Linked DNA regions of Mus musculus: regions 1, 2 and 3 are each linked to region 4. A link is a contact called in public HiChIP or PLAC-seq and Micro-C data. All regions are on one chromosome and are shown on one strand. The core of a region is the stretch at or near the end of the contact, and the rest is flanking DNA. Distances in the headings are between cores, read along the strand shown.

The links. Hi-C and Micro-C count contacts between places; a contact is called where the count stands out from the background. HiChIP or PLAC-seq counts read pairs in DNA pulled down with a chosen protein or histone mark.
Region 1: a contact with region 4 is called in an H3K4me3 HiChIP or PLAC-seq map of embryonic forebrain, with 4 times the contacts expected there. The contact joins the promoter of 1700080F18Rik here to the promoter of Adipor2 in region 4. A contact is called at or near these places in 1 of 39 promoter capture datasets (cranial neural crest) and 1 of 115 datasets of contacts at active chromatin or transcription factors (embryonic forebrain).
Region 2: a contact with region 4 is called in a Micro-C map of embryonic stem cells, with 5 times the contacts expected there. The contact joins the promoter of Wnk1 here to the promoter of Adipor2 in region 4. A contact is called at or near these places in 4 of 39 promoter capture datasets (the C10 cell line, cranial neural crest, pre-B cells and 1 more), 8 of 484 Hi-C or Micro-C datasets (the Ba/F3 cell line, CD4 T cells, the G1E-ER4 cell line and 4 more) and 4 of 115 datasets of contacts at active chromatin or transcription factors (the 230-238 cell line, extraembryonic endoderm stem cells, fibro-adipogenic progenitors and 1 more).
Region 3: a contact with region 4 is called in an H3K27ac HiChIP or PLAC-seq map of thymic regulatory T cells, with 15 times the contacts expected there. The contact joins the enhancer-like site here to the promoter of Adipor2 in region 4. A contact is called at or near these places in 2 of 484 Hi-C or Micro-C datasets (LSK cells and pre-B cells) and 4 of 115 datasets of contacts at active chromatin or transcription factors (extraembryonic endoderm stem cells, large pre-B cells, pancreatic cancer cells and 1 more).

Annotation. Positions count from the first base shown.
Region 1 is chr6:118,838,528-118,842,747 of GRCm38.p6, forward strand. 1700080F18Rik (a long non-coding RNA gene) reads left to right here and starts at 2,061. Exons shown (of 2, transcript XR_003956354.1): 1 at 2,061-4,220. All of the region lies in intron 3 of Cacna1c (calcium channel, voltage-dependent, L type, alpha 1C subunit), which reads right to left.
Region 2 is chr6:120,036,468-120,041,225 of GRCm38.p6, forward strand. It overlaps Wnk1 (WNK lysine deficient protein kinase 1), which reads right to left and starts at 2,188. Exons shown (of 28, transcript NM_001199084.1): 1 at 407-2,188. The coding sequence starts at 1,165.
Region 3 is chr6:120,196,845-120,201,622 of GRCm38.p6, forward strand. It overlaps Ninj2 (ninjurin 2), which reads left to right. Exons shown (of 4, transcript NM_016718.2): 2 at 1,059-1,290; 3 at 1,799-1,983; 4 at 3,169-3,494. The coding sequence ends at 1,965. B4galnt3 (beta-1,4-N-acetyl-galactosaminyl transferase 3) reads right to left here. Exons shown (of 20, transcript NM_198884.2): 20 at 3,909-4,778. Among named protein-coding and RNA genes, the nearest start is that of Gm25327, 55 kb to the left of the region's middle. Within about 2 kb of position 2,912, at least 60 of the 459 cell types and tissues checked have an H3K27ac peak or open chromatin away from gene starts, as enhancers often do. A contact at or near this core is called in thymic regulatory T cells, where this site is marked.
Region 4 is chr6:119,385,406-119,390,113 of GRCm38.p6, forward strand. Adipor2 (adiponectin receptor 2) reads right to left here and starts at 3,329. Exons shown (of 8, transcript NM_001355692.1): 1 at 3,077-3,329.

The DNA of each region.
Region 1 (4,220 bases), core at 811-3,310, 550 kb before region 4:
GCAGTGCCATTTTAAATGAAGTGCATCTCCACCCTACCCCCTTCTAGATTGTAAACTCCTCGAAAGCAGGGTTGATGCTGTCTGCCTGGCCTACTGTGCTCGTAAATACTGATGGTGAGGTGGAGTCCATGCATACAAAAGAAGAGAGAGCCTGGGTGAGACGACCCTGGTTGTGCACTGCAGAAGACACCATCCAGCCTCTATTTCACAAAGAAAGGGAGTGTGGCGGAGTGCTGGGGGATGGAGAGCCAGTTGAACCCACTTTTGCTAAGCCCCTTCAGGGAGTCTATGCGCAGTTCCAGGATCTACAAGCAAAGCAGAAGTAGGACTGGAGAATGGAGCACAACACTGCCAAGTAACATGGGTCAGAAAGAACATGCTGGCAGAAAGGGTGGGAAATGTGCCACCAGGCAAGCTGAGAACGGAGGAGAAAGATGAAGAACACAGACCATCTTTGAAAAGATAAAGACCTCTCAGATAAAGAGTGGCACGTGATTGCCTGGGCAGAAAGCTGCAGGGACCTTGGGCTGCAGGGAAGGAGTGTGGCGGCACTGTGAACGTGTGTGATGTGAGATCAGTGGAGGCAGAATGCTTGCTTGTCTCTAGACACGGCAACTGTGTGACCGCTTGAGGTCCTAGCTTCTGAAGCTTCCCTGCTCATCAGCACCTCTGGCAGGAAGTCAGGCCAGGAGGTGAAAGGCTGCTCCTTAAACAGTTCTGCTCAGTGACTGAAGGAGGAAGCTGAGCTGAACACATCTGAACTGGCTCCTCCCTCTCCTGCTCCTAGCTCATACTCCAGTGCGCTATCCTGGATGGTTGCTCTGTGAAGGCCACTGTGTAAATACGGGCACTTTGACTGGCTTTATTTCCTTTTGTCTCCAAACTCTGGGTCTCTATTTTTCCAAGAAGTTGTGGGAAGAGGCTCCTCACCTCGACTGACTCTGACGTGGAACCGTTTCTTGGGATGGTTCTGTTTATTAACTTTATCTCTGCTGCCAAAGGGGTGCTGAAAACCCCCAGCTTGCTAGGCTGCCTCCTTGGCTCCACCCCTCCTCCCAGTTTGGAACTTGACCCTTCTATTTATAACAGGCATGGTTTACTCCAGAGTCACAGCTGACCCCTCACTCCACCAGCCATCAAGACATTATGACTTAGAACCTAAGGAGGAAGGGCACGGTCCTCCCACCCCCTCACATGGCTGTTCCACATTACTGTTCTTGTGAGCCAGGACCTGATGAAGGCAGCATCAGAAGGGAAACTCCAGGCTTCTGACTCACCATTGTTCCACCACCCCACGCTTTGGTCCCATTTCTCCTCTTACTATCTGCTGCAGTCTGCATCTTCAGTGTTCTCCAGAGGTCCATGTGCGCTGCACACTGGGTCCCCAGTTTTGGGGCTACTGAGAAGCAGTGAAAACTTGGATTAGGTTGCTGGCAGTAGAAATCCTGGGACTCCGTTCCTTTCCTGTCTCTTTGTCTCCTGGCCACAATGAGATGAACAAGCCTTCTCTGCTGCAAGCTCTCACCAGCAGAAGCAACAGAGAGAGCCAAGTGCTCACACTCTGTAGCCAGTAGAAACAGACTTCTTAGCTGATTGTCTCCAGTAATTATTCGGTCTACAGCAAGCTGATTGATACATCTTATCCCATCACCCCTTTCTTCCTGAGTTTTCCAACTACCACACAGGCTATCTGCATGGGGCAACAGCAATAGTTCCATATTTGGTACTTAGGGTTGCCCAGGCATGCCTAAAAGGCAGAGCACAGCATTTAATGAAGAGAAAGATAACTGAACAGTACATATGATGTTACGCTTGGTCAAATGCAGGGTTGCTGATTTTAGAGTGTATGATCCCAACCCTAAGATAAACCGCCTCTCACCTACTGGTGGTCTGGAGTTAAGTGGCTACCTATCATAAACTTTTGAGTACCTGCACCTACCTTAATTCGATTTAAAGTGATTTCTAGCAGTGGAAAAAGTCATAGAAGTACTAATGTTGCCTCCAATCATAAAGAAAAGTCATGATGAATACACGCTAGAAGTCTGAAAGCAAAGATCTAACCATTTTCATCCTATTTCAGAGACACATTGGAATTCTACCTAGCGACCTCCTGGACCATGGTTAAGAACTGGTGGTCAGAGCAAGGGTGTTCAGAACAGAGAGAGATGTATATCCTTTCTGTAGCTGGGTGGCAGCAGTATCAACTTAGAAGCACTGCGAAGTCCCTGGAAATTAATCTCCAGTTAGTCTCCAGATTCTCCTGGAATTCCTCAAAGGTGATTGTTTGGATTTTCTCACAGCATCCGTCCAACAGCCCAGAGTGAGCTTCCCAAGCGTTTCTAACAGTCAATCCATTTATTATTAAACTGCCAATAAGAAATGCTCTCTACCGCTCTGTGAGTGCAAGAGGTAAGAGGTCGCATGTCCATCTTAGTGGTAGCGTGGATGCCCCCCCCCAGGCAGCAAGCTCAGGGAGACCATCTTAGCTCACGACCACAAAGCAGGCTGCCCAACAGCAGAAGTGCTCCCCAAATTGATAGAAGTTACATAGAGGACAACCTGGGGATGCTCTCAGAGCTGGTGCTGAGAGGTAGGAACGCTACAGCAAACCCATGTGATGAAGCCCAGTAGGTCAGTTACTTTAAAGTAGCTAATTTATAGGGTGTTTCCAATCCAAGGCTCTACCACATGTCTCCACAAACCCATTGCTGGGTGTGACAAAATGCATCAGCTTCGATGGCTCTAAGTTAGTGAGTCTCAGCCTTCCTAACACTGTGACCCTTTAACACAGTTCCTCATGGTGTGGCGATCCCCAACCATAAAATTATCTTTGTTGCTGCTTCTTAACTGTACTTCTTGCTACTGTTAGGAATCATAATGTAAGTATTTTTGGAGATGGGGGCTTGCCAAAGGGGTCACGACCCAAGTGCTGAGAATGAGTGCTCTAAAGTCATCAATGGGCAGAAGTGGAGGGGCCCTCAGGGACCAACTCATTCATGACCTTAACCCTGAGTTCAAAGACCCTTTGAAAGCAGCAGTTAGCCATGGATGGCTAGCCCCCGAGAGAGTGGCCAGAAGCACATTCCATATGTATACGATTCCAGGAGCTTCAGGAACCTTTTGAAGCACGTCCAGGTCAAAGACATTTGATGTCATTCCCTCCTCACTGTTCTTCATTCATAAATGATAAGGCAGGGACTGAGAAGTAGGGAGCCTTCGGATCACAGGCAGCCAAGCTGAGCACCAGTAACAGGGGCTCACTGTAGCCTAGGAAGGCACATGCTGAGGACGTGAACCTTAGGAGAGGCCAGACCACTAGAAATTGATTCTCTTCTCCCCATCCCTGCCCCACACGGTGCCAGTGGAAAGCCTCAGGGCTGGCTAAGAAGGAGGCTACACCTGCTGCAGGCTTTCCCATGATGTGCCCTGGTCTGAGAACACCATCCATCTCACTTGCTGTAATGAGGACAGTCCTCACCCCAAGTGGGGCTCCCAAAGAGGCTGGCCCTGTTATTTAAGGCTTTGTCTCTCTACAAATAATAAATGCAGAGAGCACAGGCCTGGGAAAGTTAATTAGTATTATTATGTCTGTAATTCTAATGTTGCTCACTGGCAGAGCTCTTGCGTGCCAGCTTTCAGCCCAGAGCAGGCGTCTGTGATATGCATGGGCATGAGCCTTGTAGAAGCTGAGCTTTTCTTGTGTCTAGAATGGGTAGCACCTCTGTTTGGGGTTGAGGGGCCTAGAGGATGAGGCTGTTGGGGAGAGTTTCTCTCTGTGTACCCCAACCCAACTCCCATCCCCACCCCTACCCCCACCCCCAGCCAGTGTTTCAATTCCCAGCAAAAAGAACAAGAGTGTTGTTGAAAATGCAAATGTCCCAGCCATCTTATTGCAATAGGATGACACATCGGATGCTGCCTCAAATGGCTTCTGCATGCATTCTTCAGGGGAGCAAAGGGGCTCGAGGAAACAGCTAGGACCTCACCGACCCATTAAGGGCCCAGTTGATAAGAACCGGTAGAAGGCTCTAAGAGAGCGATACTTAAGTCGAGTATCACCAGATTGAGGAGGAGGCCGCTCAACATTGCGACACACCCCAGGCACACGATTACATACTCCCATGCCTCCCACCATCATTCCGACCTTTGCAGGCTAGGTTTGTAACAGACCATTGTCTAGAGGCTAGGGATGTACTTCAGGCAGCAGAACACTGATGTAG
Region 2 (4,758 bases), core at 938-3,437, 650 kb after region 4:
AAGCAAAAGAAAAAAAAAAAATTCCCAAAGGCTGAGGATATATTTAGCTCAGTGGGAAAGCACTTGTCCAGGCCCCACTTCTTCGATCCCCAACACGAAGGGAAACCCTTTTCCAATAATTCCATGTCTCCTGCCTGACATTAAACACACAAGTTTGTACTTAAATGACTCTTTTTACCCCTGGCTGATAACAATCCTTCTTGACACCAATAGTTCCTATCTTTTCCAAACACCTAACTAACTACAAGCTCCACAATCTCCCAATTTCAACCTCTTTGGACACTAGTCTTCCCGCCCTCTCAGAGTCAGAGAATTACAAGTAAAGAGTGAACTCGACAAACTGGCTTAACAGAGCCAAATTTGGGATCCAAACGACCGAATAAGAAAAAAGGGGGTGGGGCATTACCTGCAATTCACACCAGGCGACTTCCACAGTGGTTTCGGTGTCCAGACCTTTGTAGACTGTCTTAAAGGAGCCTCTGCCGATTTCGATGTCAAATTTGAGAAAGCGACCGTCATTGGACATTCCCACTGCCTTGGTCTCCAGCTCTTCGATATCATCCTGTTGCTGGCTCCTATCCTCCTGCGCCTCTTTGGCGCTGGCGCCACCACTGCCACTTCCACTTCTGGACGGCGGTGGCTCCTCTTTGCTCCCCACGAGGCTGGGCTGGGACACCGGGCGGTCTTTGCTGGTACTGCTGGGGACGGTCGTGGTGGCCGAGCCTACAACGGCTTGTTCCCCAGGGGAGGCAGCAGCCGAGGGTTGCTGAGACACCTGGGAAGCAACGGTGGCGGTCAAAGTTTCCTCTCTGTGAGGTTCGGGTGGAGCACTCTGGGGCACCACTGCAGGTACACTAGGTTGCGGGATAGAGAGAGGGAGGCCCGGCAGCTCCAACGCGGTGGCATTGGAGTCGCAGATGACGCTTCGGCGGAAGAATCGGTGCTCCGTGGGGGTGGTGGTGGCGGCCGCCCCACGACTGTCCTTGTCCATAGTGTGCCGGCGGCGCCGATATTCCTCCGTCCTGCCAACTCCCGAGTCGGCGACCGTAGCCCCCAGTTTCTCGCCCACGGAAGAATCGGAGCTTGAGCCATTCTTGGGGACGGGCGCCGGAGGCGTAAGGAAGCCCGGAGTGCCGCTTTGCTTCTCGGCGGCACCGTCAGACATGGTCGGTCCGATGGAGTGAAGAATGCGGGCTCGGATTTATGAATGAAAAGGGAAAAGGGTGACCCGGAGAAGCCACCAAGAAGTGCTGGGCAGCGCTCCTACGGCGGGCTCCGAACCACCGGACGACTCCCACTCAGCACTGACAAGGCGCCCCGAGGGCGACGCGGGACACTGAGTCCGGCTGCTGCGGCGGCTGCTGCTGCTGGCACCGAAGCTGCTGCGGCTCACGGGGCGGGCTCGTCGGCGGGCTAGGAGGGAGCGGAGCCACGGGGGTTAGCGCCGCACAGTCCGCATCCATCCTGCAGCGAGCGGAGGCCGGTAGGGCTGGGGCAGCAGAAGCGCCGCAGTCATGAGGAGCAGGGCGCGGAATTGGCTCCTGGGCGAGAGGATGCGACCCAAGTGAAGACGGCTAAGCTCCCTCCGCTGCCGCTGCCGCCGTCGCCGCCCGCCCGCCGAGCACGGCGGGATAGGCCCTGAGGGCGGAGGCACAGCGCGCGAGGGACGAGCCCCGACGCCGGGCGGTGGCAGCCCGGGGCACAGGAGTGGGAGGGGCCGCGCAGGGGAAGGAGGGCCGCGGCCCGGGTTCCCGGTCGCTCGCTCGCTCGCTCGCTCGCTCGGCCGCCGCCTCAGGCAGCACGCGCCCCGGAGAGGGGACCAGTCTCAGAGGGCGCCCATCACTAGATGCTGAGGGCCGAAGCCTCGAAGCCTCGAAGCCTGAGGAGCGGCCCCCCCCGTCCCCGAGGCCTCCCCGCCCGCCCCGGGCCTGGCGAACCTCTTCCCCTCTCTGGCCGGCGCCGGGGGCAGAGGAGGGAGGGAACTGTGGGGAGGGGAGGGCCGCTCACCGCGGGGCCCGGGCTCCGCTACTTCTCTGGCCAGGAGGAGAGGAGACCGAAAGAACTGGGAGGAGGGGGAGAGGGAGAGAAAAAGAGCAGTCACCCCACTAGGCGCCTTCTGTCAGCGAAGAAGGGAGTACGGAATAGCCGAGCAGAAGGAGCGCGTCCGCCCGGGAAAACTCTCCGCTTTAAATGGCGCCGATGTCTGAAGCCTCCACACAGCCCGCTTGGACCCCGCCCCCCGCCGCCCGGGGCGGCCCCGCCCACATCGCGCTCGGGGGGCTCTCGCGCAGGCGTGCCGAGCTCGAGGCACGATGGGATTTGTAGTTTCGCGGTGAAAACCGTGAAAGGAACCCGGGAGGAACGCGCCTACTACTTCCGTGATGCCCTGCGATTGCTCTAGCCTGGTGCCTCCTGGGAATTGTAGTTCCTTTTTTTGAAAACCGCCCCATCTGAAAGCCTGATGGGAGCGTCATCGTGGGTCGCTCAATTCCGTTCCAAACTCAGTGCTCGCTATCAAAATCATTATTTAGGAATCAATTGCAAAAGAAGAGAAGAAAGGAGAAGAAAAGAAAGGAGAGAATGAGAGACTTCCGTCATGTTCTGCTTAGATAGCTCGTAGAGCTGCCATGCAATGAAAAATGATGTTGTTCGTCTTTAATGGAGAGCCTCCTTAGTGTTGTGACTAGGGGTGTGGGAGTGGAGAAGGAGGTAAAGCTGAATAACCTGAGCCTGAATTCGAAGACTCCCAGAAAACTTTGTGAAGAGTGCACATACCATCACTGTTGATTAGATGGGTGAGGGTAAACAAAATATATTCCATCCTTCTCTTCTTCACAACAACTAAAGCCGCATGCTCATCTCCAGTTTCCAAACAAGTACTTTGGCTGCAAAGATGGGCTGCCTACTAAATAAAACCCAGGATCAGAGCGAACCTCTTTGCTTTGCCGGAAACTTAACGGGAACGGGAGGTGTAGGGGGCGGGGAGAGGCGGGTGACAAGCATGGGAGGAGGTCGAGTTCGAAGATATTCTACATCTTTAATCTTTGATTACAAACTTGAGAGGACATAGTTGACTTTTGCCTCTATATTTGAGTAAAAATTATTTTCCTTTTGTTTTCTTATACCCTGCCTCGGTGGCTCAGTAAAACATCCCCTTTCTGTACTACACTTGCATATGTACACATATGTAATTTATACCAAGGCGCGGATCTCCGGAAACCTAGATCCGTGCAGTTTACAGTAATGGAATTCTTCTCTTCAAAATATCTTTAGTGCTTCCTGGACCACCTTTGCTACTACGTAAGATTATAGTTGTGATGAGCACCAGGGGGCACCAGACAGAGTAGGAAACCAAATTTATGAGCCAGATGGCAGTTACAAGTCTTAACCCAACCGGTGAGAGCGGGAAGCGCTTAAACGTACGCAACCGCACCCGAGCGTGAATACGCTGCAGTCGCAGCCCAGGACTGGAGCGAGCTCTGAAGCGCGTTTTCCTTGTCCAAGACTATATGAGAGGATCTCTGAGTGATTTGGAAGCGGCTAAACGGAAGATTCCTTGACTCAGTGTATCTAGATAAACTTCGCATAGAGAAGTCTTGCTATACAATTAATATTAACTTATCAGAAACGTTTAAAAAGAAGTCAGCACGTTTCCTTTTTTTTTTTCTTGCCGAAATCTACCATGTAAGTTTTAGTGTTTGTTTGAACCCTATGGCTGTTAGATTTAATAAAGAAGGCAGGTTGTGAACAGTTTGAAATACAAGTGCAGAAGGGGCAGGAAGAATACTGAAATATTAGTGCTCTACTGTTTTAGAAAATCATTAGTTCACTTTATTAATGGTAAGTCTGTTTTAGTACATTTAATTAGTGGTTTATCTCCAGTGATAAATCTAATGTCAGCAAATGAAGAAGTAACTATGAAGTGCATTTTTCTTGTACTTCTTAAGACTGTTGATTATAATTTTCTCAAAGTTGCTTTACCAGAGAAAACTTTGTTTATAACACAAAGAAACTTAATTATACAGTGGTGGGTTTTTAAAAGACCAGTAAATCACAGTTTTTTTTTTATTTATTGTATGTTTGTTTCTATAAAAAGAAATTAGGATATTTCTGTCCAGGTGGTTCTGAAACAATTTTATCGTTGTTGCTTATTCTTATTTACTAAACCCTGCAACTTTGGTCACATGACAATGGGCACAACTTCCTTAATATATATAATATAGCCATGACCTGTCAACACATCATTTCAAGCAAGAATACCTAGTCATTATAAATAACCTACTAATCATTGACTTTAAAAACCACACTTATCCACATGACAACTTTTCCTACTTAGCTTTACTAGGAAAACAGATACAATGGTGAGTATCGTCGCTGTGTGGGACGGTTAGACTTAAAGGTTGAACTATAGTATGGAGATTTACTACGCTCACATGTTCATCTCTCTTTATAATGATTAAATCCGTACTAAGTTCCCTGTTATTCTTGACTATAATTCCAGATCATACTTTCCCTTTCTCTGGAGTTTGTTTTCAAGTTCTCTCCCGTCCACACAAACCAGCAAGAGACTAAATAGAAGTGTGTGGAACGGACAGCCAGGGTTATACAGAGAAACCCTGTCTTAAAAAAGCCAAGAAAGAAAGAAAGAAAGAAAGAAAGAAAGAAAGAAAGAAAGAAAGGAAGAAAGAAGTGTGTGGAAGAGCTTAGTATACACAAATGCACTCAGAATGAACATCTGAAGCACTGGCATTTGGGTGA
Region 3 (4,778 bases), core at 1,662-4,161, 810 kb after region 4:
CTTGTGTTTTGAGACAGGGTCTTGTGTAGCTCAGGCTGGCCTCAAATACCTGCTCCTCTCTCACCTCTGCCTCCTTGGCCTTCCTATTCTAGGATTACAGGTGGCCACCACCATGCCCTGTGAGACCACAGCATGTAGAGTCTTCCTGCTTCTGCCTCTTCTAGCTCCATCTGCTCCAAGCACTCTTGAGCGACTACAAAGGTCTTGCAGCGCCCCCTCTGGGATATTAGAATTAGTGAGAACAAGAACTTGCTTTTATATCTCAAAAGTAATTTTATTTAGCAGGGCAGTGGGGGTGCATGCCTTTAATCCCATCACTTAGGGTTAGGGTGAGGCAGGTGAATCTCTGAGTTCAAGGCCAGCCTCATCTACAAAGGGAGATCTAGGATAGCCAAGGCTATACAGAGAAACTCTGCCCTGGAAAACAAAAACAAACCAAATTATTTTAAAATAATTTAAAATATTAATTTGTTTCAGCAATGGCAGGAATCGAAACTATAGCCCAGGGCATGCTGGGAAGCACTATACACCGAGATACATCTCTAGTCTTCCCAAACAATTTTTAAAGTTAAGACCTTTCAACTGCTATGCATTGCTGTGTAGACGTGTTTTTCTAATAGCCCATGGTCCTTTATATGGGGGAGTGGGAAGGAAGCTCTAGGACTCCTGACCCAGGTACTGGCTAAGGTGGGGCTGGCCATGCTGGAGGAAGTGTTTTTTCCATTTCAGCCAGGTCTCAGATCTCCTTCTGTTGTCTGTCTTCATCTGATGACGTGAAGGTGTACGGCAATAGTGAAACAGATTCTGTCATGTTGCATTAGTTAGTTCAGAGCTTAGTGGTCCACAGAGGTTCCATCCACCAATCCATTCAACCAACAGTACACCCACTATCACCTCCACATCCTCCCAACCTTTCATTGGTTTCAGGTCATTAGCTGAGCAGGGAGGCTGTCACTGTCACCCAAGAGGACATTTCATCGCCTTTGGGGAGGGTATTAAAACCCCTGTATTCTTCCCAGTCCCTTCCAGCCCTTTTACCAGATTCTCTTCTCTTATAGCACAGGCACTCCATGCGCGGAGGGAACCAGCGCATAGACCTGAACTTTTATGCCACCAAGAAGAGTGTGGCAGAGAGCATGCTAGACGTGGCGCTCTTTATGTCCAATGCCATGCGGCTGAAATCAGTGCTGCAGCAAGGGCCATTCGCGGAGTACTACACCACCCTAGTCACCCTCATCATTGTCTCTCTGCTCCTGCAAGTGGTCATTAGCCTCCTTCTTGTGTTCATCGGTAAGGAGCCCAGCCTGGAGTCAGGCTTTCTGCCTTGGCGCCCCCTGGTGGTAGGAAAGGTCCCTGCATCATATGTGAAACTTCCCAGCCACCTGCTAACAGAGGGGTTACACATCTACGCCTAGGTAACAGATCCTACACTAAGGGCACCCCCAGTCCTATCTCCTCATATCCCATGGGTGGGCACTTCTCGGCAGCTGATAAATGACTGACCCTACTAGCTAGTGACAATTTCTTGTGTCCATTGTATTGGAAGTACACCTTCCCTCGTAGACGTTTTTGCATCCCAATGTCCATTCTATGAATCATCCAGTAGATGTTTCATGTGCTAGAAGACTCAAACACACTTCAGTCCAGTGACTTCATTTCTTCCTGATCGGTCTCCAAAGCCAGGTTGTCTCCAAATTCATGGGTGGGGAGAGGGAAGCTCCAGGCTTTGGCCCTGTTAGATTGACCCTTACCCACCCACCATCCACCACCACTCACCCTGATCTCCTTGTCTCCACAGCCATCCTGAACCTGAATGAGGTAGAGAACCAGAGGCATTTAAATAAGCTCAACAATGCTGCCACCATCTTGGTCTTCATAACCGTGGTCATCAACATTTTTATCACTGCTTTCGGAGCACACCATGCAGCCTCCATGGCTGCCAGGACCTCCAGCAATCCTATTTGATGACTACCTAGGTCCCAGGTGAATGAGGCAGAGGCCCAGAGGACCTCAGATCCAAGGGCTCATCAATGACTTTCTCGGTCTCTGGAGGTCAGAGTACGAGGGCTCTCTTTCCGTCCTCCCACCACCACACACACACCAAGGGGGAAGGTCTATAGTCCCATAGGCAAGGGAGTCCTTGAAGAGCTGACAGGCCTCCCAAAGTACACACACCATGGGGGATGGGATACATGTGTAAATCTCCCACAATGCATGTACCATGGATGCTGTATTGCATGCATGAGTCATGGATGTATCTGCACCTTGAATGCTAGGTTATAGGTTCGAGCCTATACACGCACACTGACTGTTGGTATACAAATGTCAGCCTCCAACAGAATCTTCACAGTTGGTGCTTGTTTATAAGCATGCCTCCCCCAACTCTCAAGTACACACACCATGAGGGCTGGCAAGCTGGTTTCAGGCTCCAACCAGGGTATTCAGAGAGTGCTGGCTTAAAGCACGGGCCTCACACAGGACATGCACCATGAGCGATGTGTTACAGGCATGAGCTTCCCACCGTACATCCACAAGCTCTGGTGTGAAGGGATGGGCCTGCCACGGCAAATAAATCATGAGGGATACAGGAGTCGGCCTTCCTCACTCTGTGCACCATAAGGGCTGGGTTATAGGGACAAGCCTCCCACAGTCAGTACACATAGCATGAGGGGGACTTAGTGAAACCTGCCCCTGAGACCTTTGCTCTGAAGGGGTGACTATCCTTCATTTCTTTTGCTGTTTGCTTTCAGGCAGTGTTTCTTGTAACCCATGCTAGACCTAAGCTTCCTGTGTAACTAAAGATGACAGGTGTGCCACACCCAGCTGGTTTTTAGGCAGACCCCACCCCCAGCTTGGGATGGAACGGAGGGCCTGTGTGGTTAGTGTCTGTTGTGGCCTGTTGGCAAGAAAAAGATGGGGCTGTGGTGTCTACTTGATGCTGCCTAACAGCACAGTAGTCAGGCATTGCTTGGTCCCCTACTATGGCAGATGAGCCAACAACAGCATCCATAATGCTCCCCCTAGGAGCAGCCTGGAAACTGCACTTCAGGGCGCCTGAATGACTCCATTCTTTACTTACATCAGCATGCGGACTGGGTGTAAATCCAGCCCAGGAGGAGCCTCATCTGGCCCCGCCCCTGCATTACCTTTTGTCTGTTTTCCCTGCAGGAGCTGGGTCTAGAGCCACTTCAGCCTTTGTCCCTGACTTGTCAGGATAACTAGCATTTCCCACAGCCTCCAGGAGAGCTTCAAGGGCTACGAAGAAACCCCTGCCTCTTGTCCACAGCACCAGAATTAAAGTGGGCCTCTTTCCTGGGTGACGTAATTGCACTTTGGTCTGGAGGCCCGAGCTGCTTCCAGCAGCAGTAACTCGGTCTGTTAAGGCAGCTCCTGCACAGCCTGCACACTCTGCACTGCCTTCTTTTCCTGTGCTCCAGGCCTCAATGTTCCCTTTCTGCAAAATGGAATCTATCTATAAAGATATCTGAAAATTCACCGAGTTAGTCTTGCTGTCTTCAGTCCAATGGGTTCTAAATCAGGCTGGTGCGTGGATACCTCATCATCTTCGTCCTCAAAAAGGCTTATTGTCGTCTGTATGGTGACAGAGGTCACTGAGTTCTGGATTGACGAATGCACACATAGCCTTTTAAAGAATCTACTATAAACATACTCCACTTTTCACACTAATGATGTCTGGTGTCTCTTAGGTGTGTTCTAATAATACAAATGTTTGGGGCCGGAGAGATGACTCAGCAGTTAAGAGCACTGACTGCTCTTCCAGAGGTCCTGAGCTAAACTCCCAGCAACCACATGGTGGTTCACAACCATCTATAATGGGACCCAATGCCCTCTTCTGGCATGCATATGTTACATGCAGACAGAGCATTAATGTACATGAAACACATTAATCTTTTTAAAAATAATTTATTTTCATCTTATGTTCATTGGTGTTTTGCTTGCATGAATGTCTGTGTGAAGGTGTCAGGTCTCCTGGAACTGGAGTTACAGACAATTGTGAGTCACCAGGTGGGTGCTGAGAATTGAGCCTGGGCTCCCTGGGAGAGTTGTTGATCTCAGCCACTGAGCCATCTCTCCAGCTCTGAAACACATACATCTTAACAACAACAAAAATACAGATTTTCACTGGTGGGAAGGTTAGTGAGCAAAAGCCCTTGCTGCCAAGCCGGAGGAACCCCATATGATGTGAAGGGAGGAGAACGGATCACTGAAAGCTGCCCTCTGACACCACCCTGCACTGTGGCATACATACACCACATACATTCTAAATGATTACATTTTTCTTTTTCTTTTTTTGAGACAGGGTCACACCATGTAATTCTGGTTGGCCTGGAACTCACTATGTAGACCAAGCTAGATTCAAACCCCAAACCCACAGTTTCACCTGCCTCTGCCTCTGGAGTGCTGAGATGAAAGGCATGCACCACTAAACATGGCTAAAAGCATTTAAGAAAAAAGGGGAGGTGGGGGGAGAAGTAGAGAGACAGCCGAGTAGTTAAGAGCACCGGCTGCTCTGCCAGAAGTTCTGGGTTCAAATCCCAGCACCCACCTGGTGACCTACAAACACCTGTAACGCCAGTTCCAGGGAATCTAATGCCCTCTTCTGGCCTCTCTGGGCACTAGGCACACAGGTGGCACACAGACACGCAGGCAAAACACCCATATACATAAATTCTTGAAAAATTTTTGCCTAGGTCAAACATAACTAGGGAGGCCAACTCACACTTGCGAAGCCTTAGTAGGGCATCTTCAACTCACAC
Region 4 (4,708 bases), core at 2,079-4,578:
CTCTGCAAACACAAAGTAACAAACACCTCTGTTGCTTCACAAACATTTCATCACCTAGTAATAATCAGTCACTGTTTATGACTGTGACCAACCATGTTATAGACAAGAATTCTGTCACCTGGACACAGCCCCACACACCTATGATCAAACATTTAGAAGGGCCAGGGAAACGATTAAGAGTCCAAAGGCCAGCTTGGGCTAAATGGCCAGACTCTTGTCTTAGAAAAAAGGGGAAGGGAAAAAAAAAGAGTGGTTGGGGGGCAGTCCTAACAGTAGTAATCAAAGTTACATTAGAAAAAGAAAAAGAAAAGGAAAAGGAAAAGGAAAAGGAAAAGGAAAAAGAAAAAAAAAAAGAAAAAAAAAAAGAAACAGGTAGCAGGGCCAGCCAAGTGAGCTCCTGGAGCCCATATCTAACTTCAGCTCTAGGGGATCTAATGCCCTCTTCTGGACTCCATGGACACCTGCACTTACACATGCATAAACACTCAAAGACAAACACACACACACACACACACACAATCTTTTAAGTAGCATACATATCGACATTCAGTATCAGCCACTTACATAAAAAGTGTCACCAAGAGTCTACTGGATAATCACCAAAATAACCTAAGTGATATAATTCCAAATAATTTTTACTTTCTTTTGTACTTCCTGACTCATTTTAAGTTTGTACATTGAATATACTTCCCACTCACAACACTTCTGAGACAGGGTCTCAAATTATAACCCATGCTGGTCTTAAACTCACAGGCCTGCCTTGGCCTCCCAAGTACTGGGATTACAGGAAAGTACAACCACAGCCAGGCCAGACAGCCACCACATACTGACTGTTTTCTTTCTCTATTGAAAGCTAATAAAAGTGTTTAGGCTTTACAGCCCATGAGTCTCTAAGACAGCTATGAAACAACTCAACTTTGCACCCCAACAGCAAATCACAGATAATAACCTAAACAACTGCATCTGACTATATCCCAGTTAACCTTGATTTACAACAGGCAGCAGGTAGGACTTGACCTGTAGACTGTGAAGTTTGTCAACTTCTGAATAAAGGGAATAAAAGTTTTATTGTTTTAAACAAAGCGTGACTTACACTGAGTACACTACATAATGATATTACTCATGGGAAATTTTTTTTCATTTGTTTTTAAGTTTAGACAATGAACTCAAGGATGGAAAAACACACTCTTTACGCTCCGGAAATCTTACTCTCATCCACAGAAGATAAAATCTGCTAAGTAGCCCAAAGCCTGAAACATAAACTGGTGGGTAGCCAGTTACAGAGAAACTGGGAAGGTATCTTTCATATTTAATTTGAATTTCTCAAAAAAATTTTATAATTTACCATCAATCTGCTGAAGCCTACAGGTGGAAATCCCTGCTGCTAAAATAATTTAGTTTACAGTTCGTTCACTGTGACAAATTTCAAAGAATGAAGAATTCTATTCTACAAGCAGTGTACAAATGAGCAGGATGTGTGACAAGATCTTAGAGTGGCCTGTGGTAAGAAGACACTTGAAACTTTAGAACTGACAAACATAATTCCCCCTTTAAAAAATTAAGGCTCTGAGCTTTATTTTTTGAGTTGTATTGGTGGTGCACATCCTTAATCCCAGCCCATGGGAGGCAGAAACTGGTGGATTTCTGAGTTCAAGGCCAGCCTAATCTACATGAGTTCCAAGACAGCCAGGGCTACAGAGTGAGACCATGTCAAAGGGAGGGCGGGCTTTGAGTAGAGCATCTGTCCATACCAGGATTCTGGACTCATAGGTAAGATTTAGAAATTAAAGCTTGCCTGAACTACATTGATCCTGCCTGTCTTCACAACATGGTAGGTGATTCATGCTAACACACAGAAGGCTGAAGCAGGATTCTTAATGTTTGGGCTACAGAGTGAGACCTGCACACCCTCACCCACGAACAAACAAAACAAATACACTTAGTTGGGAAGTGTTTTATGAACAAATAAATTTTAAAATCCTAAAAGACTGCAGTATTTTTACCTTGCTCCTTGGGGAGCAGGGGTAAGCATTCTGCTTTGGGGAAACACAATGAACACAGCAACACAAGAATTACAGGCCATCAAGTGAGATGGCTAAAGAGTATGCTTGCCAGGCAAATTTTCAAGACCTTGCCGCCTGAGTTCGATACCCGGAACCACATAAACGTAGACGATGATCAACTTTTACCAAGTTGTTCTCTAACCTCCACACGTGTGCCATGAACACAGGAGTCACACAGAAACACACCATAATAAACTGGATAATTTTAATTTTTTTAAAGTTTTTTTTTCTTTAAATGAGACAACCAGAGTAAAACATAAATGCAACTAAAAGATCATTTCCACTAAAATACTAAAACCACCAATGAAGCATTGTACCTACCAAATCCCAGGTGGTCATGTCATTTATCAAAAATTCATTGCTCAACGCTCTCGTGAAGTTTTCAAACTCCAGAAACAAATGTTTAAATCAAGGTCAAAAAAAACAAAAGAAGAGACTCATTAGCTGTCTGGTCTAGCGCTCCCTCGGACTCATCAAAACTTATTTTATAGCCGTTTCCAGCAATTCTCTAACAAGCTAACCACTGGCAAATAAAAACCCAAAGGGGCTCAGAACTGGGCCCAAGAACTATCCCGCAGTGACAGCCTGACGCGCCACCTAAGGAAAGGTGAGGGCAACCTTCCCATCCCAGTGGTTGGAAAAGTCGCGCTGAGCACAAGCCATCCGAAGCAAGCCTGCCAGAGAAATCCCTAGAAGTGGCAGAAGACACCAACTAGAAGTCGGGGCGGGAGGATTTCAGTCTCCGGCCATCGCGGGGGTACCGGCTCCGAAATCGACTAGAGACGGAGCGAGGGGCTTCGGACTCTGCCCCGCGGCGGGGACAGGGCAGCGGGCGCCCGCGACCGCAGCTGCACGGAGCGCGGCCCCGGCCCCCCCCCCCACCCCACCCCCCCGGCCGCTGCTTGGGCCCCGCACCAGGCGCGCGGCCGCAGGTCAGAGTTCCGGCCGCGCTCGGAGCCGGCCAGGCGCGCGCTCCCGGCCCGCGCCGGGGACACCTGTCCCTCAGCCCTCACCTCCTTCCGACCCGGGCAATCTGCTGAGCCCGGGAAGCCGCGCTCGAGCCACAGCCCTTCGCCCGAGTTAGCGGCCGTCTCACCGCGCGGCTCGGGCGCCTCGGGAAGCAGCGCCTCGGGGAGGGAGAGGGGGGGCGCGGAGGGAGGGGGCCGCTCGCTGGAGCCGCCACCGCCGCCGCCGCCACCGCGGTACCGCGTCGGGACTGTGCTCGCGCCGCCGCGACCGCCGCCGCCGCCGCCGCCGCGTCTCCCCGCCTCCGCGCCCGCGCGTAGCCGTGACGCGCATCGCACGAGGCGGGCCGAGCCAGTAAGACCACACCCCGTGCGCAGCCGCGCTGGCCTAAACCGGAAGCCTCCCCTCGGGAGGCTTTGGAAGCGTGATGCATCTTGGGAGTTGTAGTTCGGCCGGGTCCACAATGTAAACAGTGCGGGCAGAGTGCCTCGGAACGCTCACCCAGCTTCCTCGACGATTTCTGAAGAGATCTGAGAAGGGAGTGGGCCGCCACGGTTTAATGACTCGGGATGGAGCGTGTGTTTGTGTCAGCGGCCAACATAATGCTAGGCGTCGTCTTATGAAGGTTTCAGGATTCCGAAAGCGTTTAGTCAACTCTTCCTCAAACAGTAGGGCTTGTTTTTATTACCGTACTAACGTATGATTGATTTATGCCCTACCACTTCTAGAAGATATTCAAAATTATTTTCAATGGTCGATTGCAAACGACTTAAGCATTGTGTCTGTTTACCCAGAGGGAATGATTTGCTACGAGTGAGCTTTCCTATTGAACCAGAACAAGGAACTATAGGAGCTGGTGTGCAGAGGAAAAAAAAATGGTTTCTTCGTGTTCAGTTGTAAGAGGATTGTATCTGTCACACTCTTTAGTTCAAAACTTAATACACGTCAAAGTAAATTCGGAAGCTTTAGTTTAGACCTTGGAGGAAGCTTATTGTTCTTGCCTTTAGACCACAATCGGTCTCATAGCCAAGAAGCTAAAATGTGATGTTGAGCGATTGGAGGGAAGCAGACATGGAAAACTCTTCAACGAGGAAAAGCACTAGAGAGGTTAAAACAAGAGGATCTTGCATGTACCAGATCAGCCTGGTGTACATCGCGAGCCAGGCCAGCCTTGGCTATACAGAGTGTAAAACCATGTCTCAGAAAAAAAGAAACGAAAGAAAGAAAGGGAGAGAGAGAGAAAGACAAAGACTTGGCTACTAAGACTGAGAAAGACAATTGTACCTTTCCCATCAGAAAACAAATGCAGGCATTTGGGAATTATAAATGTGGCCCAAGGCTGGAAATATAGCTCAGTGGTAAAGCTATAGCCACTCCAAAAGCCTCGATTCCATCAATAACTTAAGGGGGGGGGGGGTGCGGGGGGAAGGATCCATAATAAATAGGGCAAAAAGAGAAGTTTTTTTTTCAGGCTGAATATAAGGTATCCCCTAAGGAAGACAGACTTAAGATAGACCATTATCTTACCAGGTATGGGGGCTCACACCTTAATTCCTAGCACGTGGGAACTGGTATAGGACGGCTGCAGTGAGTTCATGGCCAACGTGGGCCACAAGATGAGTTCCAGGTCAGCCAGGGCTAAAATGAGACCCTGCTTCAACAAAGGAAAACAAAACCCC